Regions from separate parts of the Mus musculus genome. Here region 1 is linked to region 2. A link is a contact called in public Hi-C data. All regions are on one chromosome and are shown on one strand. The core of a region is the stretch at or near the end of the contact, and the rest is flanking DNA. Distances in the headings are between cores, read along the strand shown.

Region 1 (4,940 bases), core at 1,258-3,757, 530 kb after region 2:
AAATAACGATGAGGAGTGACTGAATGCATGTCTCTATGATCACAGCACTGTGGAGGCCTGGATAGACGGGCAGATGCCAGGGTTCGGCAGCCAGCCAGTCTATCCAAAGCTGTGAGGTTAATGGGGAGCCCTGACTCCAAATCAAGCTGGAAAGCAATCAAGATAAACATCCCAGTGTCAACCACTGTTTCCACATGCACCCTCCACATACATCCAACACACATGCACACACATACAAACAATAATAATAAATTTCTAAATCCCTTTCTCCTGGGCAACCACTATTGTACGTTCTGTATTTATGCCTTTCCTTTTACTGAATGGAATGTATAAAATGTTATTTTTTAGTTTCAATAATTTCATATCTTACTGGTTTGCTTTAGTTAACATTACTTTCAGTAACTTTTACTTGAAGGATACTTTACAGATGTTAAGTGGTTGTATTTTTATATTAGTTCTATGAGGGACATTTTTGAGACTTAATAAAGATTGGAAATGTTTTACATTGACTGTGTACATTCACTCATCCACTTGAGTGTGGATGCGCATATGTTAGTACAGGGGCCGGCTGAGGCATCAGGCGTTAGCTGTCCCTGGAGCTGGAATTACAGATGATTGGGAATTGCCTGATAATTGAACTTACCTCTTTTGCAAGAACAGAACATGCTCTTAGCTGCTGAGCCATTCCTCCAGCCCTAGTGAGCTTCTATTTTTAAGACATGACTCCAGTAGGTTGTTCTGTGATTTGCAGCTTGTATATATCAGCGGCATCCAGCTATAGTAAAACAAGGAGGAATTCTCTTATCACGGTACCCTTCAAAACAGCTAATCTTAGGAAGTTTGGAAACAGGTGTAGTGCTTGGTGAAGGACTCTCCTGTGCAGATGGCTACCATTTCCTTGCAGAGACCTCAGGGAAGAAGGGAGTAAGACTCAGCACAGATGACCTCTGAACTCTCATGGGGCATTAATCCTAATCTGAGTACCCCACCTTTATGATCATTCAATTTGTTGCCAATAAAGTTGTAGAGTACCACGTCTCTTCCTTTATTTGGTAGCTATTTGCAAAATGCTTAAATAGCACCCGGATGCTAGCACATTTCATCTTAGTATATCAGCTCTGTGAAGCAAATGCTACTATTGGCTTTCTTTTACAGATGAGAAACATACTTGAGGTTGGAGAGATTGCCAGTGACCATTGCGTGGGGACTCGTTGAAGCTGAAGTTTTAATCCTAATAGTCAGGCTGCCTCTGTAGCTCCACATGTAGAGTACACCCAGACCAAGGGTTTCTTACATGATAGCTCCAGTTCTCCCTCACAGAGACATAGAATCAATGGATGTTCAGCTAGGATCTACATTCAAATACCAACAATGACAAAAACAAACACAAACAAACAAACAACAATAACGACAACAATCTGGAGACCTAAGACTGCATTCAGGCAGATTCTGAAATTGTTTAAATAGAGAGCAACAAATATGTCAGTAATTATCTAAGTCTGGTGTATTGGCTCCTGAGTCTAAGAAGCACTTGGAAGGTGGGAGGAGAAGGCTTGGAAGTTCAATAGCTAGTTCTAGGTAACCCTGAGTAGTAATTAATAATAATAATAATAATAATAATAATAATAATAATAATATTCAAAGACTCAGTTTTACAATACAGATAGATTCAGATAGCATGAAAATAGTTGTACAAGTAGACTAATAGTTATATAAAGCCATAGCCCTTTGCTGTTAGACTGGTGCTTGTGACATCTGTGGCCTTTTATATCTAGGAACCCCCTCCTCAGCCCAGAAAAAAACCCACAGCTTTCCCGTGGACTTTCCTTAGTCAAAACAAAATATGACCTGCTATACAGCAGGGTAGGGATGCTTCAGGAACCACACCGGGAGTTCGGACTTTCGGGAAGTTCCCAAGCTCAAAAAACAAAGAGGAGATTGCTACAGCATTCTAAAATAAACAGGGACCTAACCTTGACAGTGATCTTTCTCCTCACCCTCTTCACATGCCTCCCTGATACAAACCACCAACTGTGATTTACCACAAAAACAGTTGGCAAAAGCAAACCACCTCACGTGGGATAAGAGAGGGTAGATGTCTTTTTAAAGAATGCGTTAATCTGCCACACTCAAAAAACAAGACAAGCTTCCATCCCCGCAAATCACTGTAGTACACCAAGTGGAATCCTAGGTGGCGTGGCGCCCACGTGCACATAACGCGTGTGACCCACCTCGCCCTGAGCACTGGAGACTCTGAAGTCTCACTACTCCTCCCCCCCCCAACCCCCCAGCCGTCACTTGTCCAGCGAAGCACGTCACTCCCTCCCCTTTGGGACTTTGGGGCAAAAAGCAAAAATCCCAGAGTCTAATCCTTGGGAGTGGAGCAAGGGGGAGGAGCGATGTCCTTTCCGGTTGCAGGGAAACACCCTGTACTCCGGGAATTTCCCTGGCCCGGAGCTCTGGAGTTTCGAGCATAAAAGGGGCTCGCGGGAGCCCTAGAGCTCCACAACAGGACTCAGAGCCTCTAACCAGTTCCAGCACTCCAGACTCCAGCCACACTCCAACACAGCACCATGATCCCAGCCACCCGCTCGCTTCTCTGTGCAGCGCTGCTGCTGCTGGCCACCAGCCGCCTGGCCACAGGTAGGTCTCGCCACTGCCACTGGGGGAGGAGGGACCTCTGGTGAGCGCAGCCTCCCACAGTCCCGCTGACCAAGAGTCTTCTCCCATAGGGGCGCCTATCGCCAATGAGCTGCGCTGTCAGTGCCTGCAGACCATGGCTGGGATTCACCTCAAGAACATCCAGAGCTTGAAGGTGTTGCCCTCAGGGCCCCACTGCACCCAAACCGAAGTCATGTGAGTATCTTCCCGGTTAGCTTCTGCCACTTCCAGACTCGCCCAAACCCTCCCGCGCCCCCACACTTCTCCTAGTGGGAATGCCTAACATGTGGGTCTATCCTTCTCTCTGCAGAGCCACACTCAAGAATGGTCGCGAGGCTTGCCTTGACCCTGAAGCTCCCTTGGTTCAGAAAATTGTCCAAAAGATGCTAAAGTGAGTTGTGACTTGTGTTTGTACCCGAGACTAGAGTCAAGGGTGGGAGTACTGGCATATGACCCCTGAACGTTAATTCTATCAAGGAAAGTCTGTGTTTATCAGGAGGTCGGAAAGTTGTGGTTATTATTTTGGTAATTGACCTTAATTTGAGATCATTAATTGGTTCTGATGCTAGAGAATTGTGTCCTCTTGGACACAATTACTATTGTATATTACACAATTACTATTGTGTATAATTATTACCACACTCAAAACCCCTATGCAAATGGTCAGTGGCAACAGTTCCTAAAAGATGGAGAAGTCGCCAATAGCCTTTAAAAGTCTCCTTAGGGGCTGGCAAAGCATGCCCGAGCCTTCTTTTGCCAGTGAGATTTCCCTGAGTTCAAGGCTAAGGTCTCTGTGAATGTTACATAATTTATTGAATTTAAGCCAAGTAGGGGAGATAATAGCAGCTATATCACAGAGTTGTGAGTGAGAGAGGATTAAAGTCACACTTGTAAATTAACCCATGCTGAAGTAGGTTTTTGTTTGTTTGTTTTTGTTTTTGTTTGTTTTTGTTTTCCAAGTCAAGTGATTGACTCCACAGGAACCGACAGTACAGAACTCTGGGTGCAAGTGTAGACATGTAGAAAGCCCATCTGGAGCCTCAGGGGCTGGAATAAAAGAAGAAAGGCTTTGATGACTATTTGTAACAATGACTCTTTTCTGATTGCAGAGGTGTCCCCAAGTAACGGAGAAAGAAGACAGACTGCTCTGATGGCACCTGTCTGGTGAACGCTGGCTTCTGACAACACTATACAATTTCTTTTGAGGGTCCTATTTATTTATGTATTTATTTATTCCACAAAGTGTGTGGTTTTTATTTTACATTAATATTTAACAGTGTGGATACATTTCATCGATGGTAGTTCAGTTCTGCTTGTTCAGTTTAAAGATGGGTAGGCTTAAAATATTTCATTAAACTAATATTTATTGGGAGACCACTAAGTGTCAACCACTGTGCTAGTAGAAGGGTGTTGTGCGAAAAGAAGTGCAGAGAGATAGAGTTTAGTATTATGTTTTGTATGTATTAGGGTGAGGACATGTGTGGGAGGCTGTGTTTGTATGTCTTGAAAAGAATGTCAGTTATTTATTGAAAGTCGTCTTTCATATTGTATGGTCAACACGCACGTGTTGACGCTTCCCTTGGACATTTTGTGTCTAGTTGGTAGGGCATAATGCCCTTTTACATTCTTTAACCCTGTTTCTCCTGGTCTCGTCTCGCTCGGGACAGAGACGTTCAAAGGACTGTTACAAATGAAGTAAAAATAAAAGTTTTATTAAAAAAAATAACATGGGTGCTTTTTGTCTTATTCTTCTTGACATGGTGGTTTGTAGTTAATCTTGTACCTATGATGGCTGGAATTTCTTATGACTTGCATACTTGAGGAGGAGCAATTGCTACCCCTGAAAAACACATTCTATGATTCCCCAACTTTCTTGATAATTTCTAGCTCTACACTGACCAATTTTTTTACTCAAAAAAAAGTTCCTTTTTTTAAAAAAATACCTTTGCTGTTATTATTGTTTAATTTTGAGAGAGGGATTGTCTACGGCCAGACCACCCTGAACGAGCTCGATCTCCTCTTATCTCAGAAGCTAAGCAGGATCGGGCCTGGTTAGGACTTGAACGGGATAGAGGGGTCGTGCAAAGCTGTCTAGACTGGCTTTGAACTCTCAGTCCTTCCTCTGCAGGCTCCCTGCACGCCAGGATTACAGTTATGCAGAGTGGATACACCTGGCTCTGAAATTCTTGACAAACTCTTGAAGTCTTATAAACACGGTAACAAGCCCTTTGGTATGTGGGTCTTCCAAACTGTGTAATTATCTTTCCTTTTTGATGAGG
Region 2 (4,846 bases), core at 961-3,460:
AAGTCTTTCCCACTTCTGAGAACTATAAAGCTGGCCAATTCTAAGTACCAAAACAGAAAAGGATTCCATCACGTCCTTCTCATCATTGTTTCAATATTAAAGTTTTGCTTTCTCTTTTGTGTTTGTTTGATTTAAGGGTGTCTAGGGCCTTAGGCCTGCTAGACACTAAGCCTTGCCTACATTGCTTACAATGAAGCCTGAGCAACACGCTGTCCAGAATCAATCAATAAGCAAGTACAAACTACCCATACACATTTACCACAATAGGCCCAATAGAAATAACAGAAGGGACAAGTTTGGAGGTATATATATTCCTACTCTTAGAACTTTTTTCTACGATGTAGCTTCATCTAAGGTTAGGGAAAAAATGTTTGTCTTATTGCTAACAGGTGAGCCTCAAGTCTCTTTCCAAGGTCTCTACATAAACAGAACCTGGATGGGAAAGAAGAAATCAAATTAACTCAAAAGCAGCCTTTTACCAGGCTCTAGTGTGGCACGCAGTATTTCTGGATAATTCAATTAGTCTTCTCTTTAGAATCAACTTTTACAGCTTCTTTCCCTCTGCTGCCTCGAGTTACTATTTCCTCCATATTTGGGTGTTTAAAGCTTCCATTTCCTAATATTGACAAAAGGGTTTGTTCTAAAAGAACTAACAACTGGTAGGTCATAGTTTGCTATCAGTATGGTTCATTAAGCTTTTGGGTTAAAAGGAATAAGGTCCTACAACGCCGCCTGTCTGTAGACCCAGGAAAAACTATAAGGAGTTATGAAACCAGATCACTAGAACATAAGGCCTCCCTATCCCAATCACAACCATGCCCGGGTGCAAAACAGACACTTCATCCCTGCTTACTTTACAATAGATAAATAAATAAAGTTAATTAAATAAAAGCGGGGTATGGTTTGATTATTTCTTATTAAGGGAGAACCCGATGGATTATTACACATACACGCAGAGCACCTAACAATTTTTACGTACTAAGTCACTTGTAAACGCATATGGAGGGATAGAAGATCGGCTCATCCATAAATCTTTCACAAATCGAGGAAGCGAAGAGTACTTCAGCAGCCACGAGTTTAGAGAGAGAGAGAGAGAGAGAGAGAGAGAAAGAGAAAAGAAAAAGCCCTGCAGCAAAACAGTATGGAAAAGTACAGCCTCTCACGTGTCTCTCCCAGATACAAATACTTAGCTCCGAGTCCATTACAATCTTACCGCCCCTCCACAACTGCTCCCGGCCACCTTCCACTGACAGAAAACTACCAAGCTCGCAGTCGGTCCCCCGGAGACTCTCCTACCTATTATCTTACCCCTCCCGCTTTAGCTCCGCCCCCGCCCCGGGAATGAGGTGGCCTTACTGGCCCCAGAGAGACCACCCTTCGGCCCCAAAGTGCCACCCGGGAATCCGACCAATCAATCCCTCCACCCTTCACCCTGCGAAGCAGCATCCTCGGCTAGCCAGCTTCTCGGCAACTCCGTGCACTCTCCGGTCCTCCCACCCCCACGTGTCAGCTACCCTCCCCCACGTCCCCACACCTCACGACTCAGGCCGAGCAAAGAAAGGGGGCAGCCGAAAGCCCGGTCCCTCAGGGCAGATCGTAAGCCCCGAGGGCTCGGTCCCACCGCGAGTCCCCTCCCACCTTAGGCCCTCCACGGTCCCTTCCGCCCTCCTCGAGGTGAAACCAGGCCCTTGCCTCAGAAACCTCCTCTTCCTCGTCGTCGTCGTCCTCCTCTTCCTCGCTGTTGTTGCTGCTGGTGCCGCCGCCTCCTCCTCCTCCTCCACCGCCACCGCCGCCGCTGTTGTCGCTGTCGCTGCTGCTTTCGCTGCTGCTCGGGGGTCGGCAAGTCCGGTTCCGCTTGGCCTTGTGGTGCGGCGGCTGCTGCTGCTGCTGTTGCTGCGGTGGCTTCTTCTTCAGGAGCAGGTCGCAGACTCGCACCATCCCACGAGGAGAAGAGGCCGGGCGAGCCCCGCCGCCGACCTCCGCCGCCGCCGCCGCGGGGGGGGCCGCCACTGCCGCCGCCGCCGGGGGACTCCCTTCTCCCTCAGCCGCCGCCGGAACCGTCGCCTTCTCCATCCCCGCGGGAAGAGGGGGTGGGGGACGCGGACGGGGGAGGGGCGTGGGGGGGCTCCGCTCTACCGCGACTTCGGTCGCGCCGGGGCCGACACAGCGCTCCGGGCCGCCGCCGCCGCCACCGCCTCGGTCACCTCTACTGCCGCCGCCGCCGCCGCCGCTCCGCCAGCTCTCACCTCGTCTCGCGATACTAAGGGCGGGGAGCTTGGCGGAGGGAGGGAGAGAGGGAGGGAGGGAAGGGAGGGAGGGAGAGAGAGCGGGAGGGCTGAGGGGGGGCGAGGCGGAGCGCGAACGCCGTGCCCGGGAAAGCCGAGCAGGCGTCCGGAAGGAGCCGCCGGGGGAGTGCGCCTGGAGTGGCTTCCTCTGGGGAGACCGAGTCTGAGCGGGGACCGCAAGCAGGGACCGCGGGCGGGCGGGCGGGCGAGCGAATGAACGAGCGAGCGAGCAAGCGGGCGGGCGAACGAGCGCCTGGGTGGCTTGTCTTCTCCGCGCTACTTCCCCCACACACACAGCCCTGCAGCCCTCCCTCCTTCCTTCCTGGCTTCGTATTAGAACGCAGCCGCAGGCGGAAGCGCGGGTGACGCCATCAGCCGGCGCCGCGGCGGCCGCGCGAGCGCGGAGCCCTGCCTGCCTCTCCCAAGTGCAGACTCCAGGGCCGGGGAGTGGGCTCCCCCGCGAGCGAGCGAGCGATCGAGCGTGCGTGCGTGGGCGCAGGGAAGCAGAGGCAGTGGGATGGCGAGCAGTGGGGCCCGGGCTAAGTCGGGGGCGAGCGCAGAAGCGCGGGGGAAGCTGGGCGAGCGCGAGGCCTGGCCCCTCAGATCCGGGAGGTGGGGCCTCGCCCCGGACCTCCTGGATGGACTTTTCCTGCCTGGCCATTTTCTCCACCGCCTAAGCCAGAGAGCATTGGATCTTCCGAGAGAACTTCGTGAGAGGAGAGAGACTGAAGTCAGGTCCAAAAGAAAACTGTTTCCCCTCCACCATCCCTTGGAGCGATCACGTCCTCACTTAGAAAACTCTTGTCCGAGTTTGAGTCTCGGGTCCTAGGCTTCCTAAATCTGACTATTTTGTACACCTTTGTAATGTGCAGGAACGGAATCTAGTGATTTTTAAGACTATACACTTCCGAAGAGGTGGGTGTGGGAGCTGGGCCATCATCGTATGCATTTCTCGGTCTGGATTCTGAGATCATTTTGAGTACTTAGAAAACTTGCAGACCGATTGAAATGTAGCTTTCTTCTTCAAACAGACGTCTCCAGTGTAGCCCAGGCTAGCCTTGAACTGGCGATCTTCCTGAGATTATATGGGTCTGTACACCACCGTGTCATGTTTATGTAGCTTATTGAACTCAGAATTAGCCATTTCTGGGCTAGTACGAGTAGTGACATAAGGAAAATAAAGCAAACATCAAAGACAGATGTACTGGCACAAGATAAAAAAGTCCCTCAACTGACAAAGTTACCATTTTAAGACTTCTAAGTTTAGCTGAGTGCCTGATTTATTTTATTTATTTTTTAATTTTTTTTTTTTTTTGCATTTTCTTTTTAGTACTGGCATACCATATGAAATGTGGGCAGTTGCCAGTACACTACGGAGTACCACAGACGAATTGGTGATGACTAAATCAATTCATTGAGGCAAAACTTCATGTGTCTACTGTGTGTGTTATCTCTGAAATCAGAGTCTGTGTTTCCAGGGGCTTCTCTGTGTGTAATAGTAAATATACAAAATGCTAAACATCTGCCTAAAGCTGAGTTCCAGTATACAACATAATACAGAACACTATTGTGTATCTGATAGCCATGGATTTGGACTGTATGGTTTCAGCGGGATCTTGTCCATTTTCTGTATTCTTCAGCACCTTTGTCTCACTTTCCACCTCCATACCTTTTGCAATCTTTGAGTGCCAGCCCCGTTTTATTATACGACTGACTAACAGTTTCACAAGAAGACTGAGGCCATTGACTGCAAATTCCTTCAATTTTCCAAATGCTAGAGATGGGCTGATCTTTTCTCAGTATGGAGAGAATGACAGAACTCCTTGCCCTCATGCAAGGTCAGTCAACTCTCCAACTATATTCTGGTTTCAGTGTCTCTCTTTGGCCTGTTTTTTGTTTTTCTGATTTCAGTCCTTCACAAAGTTTGGCTCCCTTTTGTAACTTACTCAGGTTCATTCCTTCATAGTTGTACATTATGTATGAAATGCAACTTCGTTATTTGGAAAAAGTTCTTGCTTTGCTGTATAGAAATGAAAGATAATCTTTGGGGGTTTGTCAGGTAAATCCAAACTATTAGGATAGTCAAGTCCCCTGGAATGATTTGTATCTATTTTTGAATATATTTTACTTAGTAAATTTTTACATATTTTCTCCCTTTGTCAGCCTTGTAGCCAAAACTGGCTGGCCATGTATTAGGCACACCAATAAACTAAACCTCATGTGTTTTCATGTGATTGTGTCCAGGTGATTGAATTCTAGGAAATAAAGTGCGTGTTGGTAGTATGCTCAGTTTCAGGCCAAATGGGAGTCCTACTGAATTCATGTTCCACCCTCTTGATACCAGTGAAATGCCATGTGATCTTGAAACTATTTGTTGCTGTTATCAGAATCTGAAGAGAGAGTTTGAGAGGCTGATCCTGTCTCAACATCCCAAGTGCTCAGATTGCAGACGTGAACCACCACACACAGCTTCAGATTACATTTTGACTCCCTAACTTTACCTGGTGCTTCAAGTATTAAACATCTATTATTAAAGTTTCCAAGAGAGTCCCAGTATAAGA

Evidence for each region. Hi-C and Micro-C count contacts between places; a contact is called where the count stands out from the background.
Region 1: a contact with region 2 is called in a Hi-C map of Sertoli cells, with 4 times the contacts expected there. The contact joins the promoter of Cxcl1 here to the promoter of Ankrd17 in region 2. A contact is called at or near these places in 3 of 39 promoter capture datasets (the HPC-7 cell line and liver), 1 of 15 datasets of contacts at CTCF or cohesin (the NIH/3T3 cell line), 3 of 484 Hi-C or Micro-C datasets (Sertoli cells, granulosa cells and muscle stem cells), 7 of 115 datasets of contacts at active chromatin or transcription factors (the NIH/3T3 cell line, T-cell acute lymphoblastic leukemia, bone marrow-derived macrophages and 3 more) and 2 of 9 other capture datasets (liver and macrophages).

Annotation. Positions count from the first base shown.
Region 1 is chr5:90,888,738-90,893,677 of GRCm38.p6, forward strand. Cxcl1 (chemokine (C-X-C motif) ligand 1) reads left to right here and starts at 2,508. Exons shown (of 4, transcript NM_008176.3): 1 at 2,508-2,643; 2 at 2,733-2,856; 3 at 2,972-3,052; 4 at 3,771-4,384. The coding sequence starts at 2,574. The coding sequence ends at 3,786.
Region 2 is chr5:90,363,975-90,368,820 of GRCm38.p6, forward strand. It overlaps Ankrd17 (ankyrin repeat domain 17), which reads right to left and starts at 2,211. Exons shown (of 34, transcript NM_030886.2): 1 at 1,693-2,211. The coding sequence starts at 2,073. It overlaps Gm9958 (predicted gene 9958), which reads left to right and starts at 3,023. Exons shown (of 1, transcript NR_045618.1): 1 at 3,023-4,514.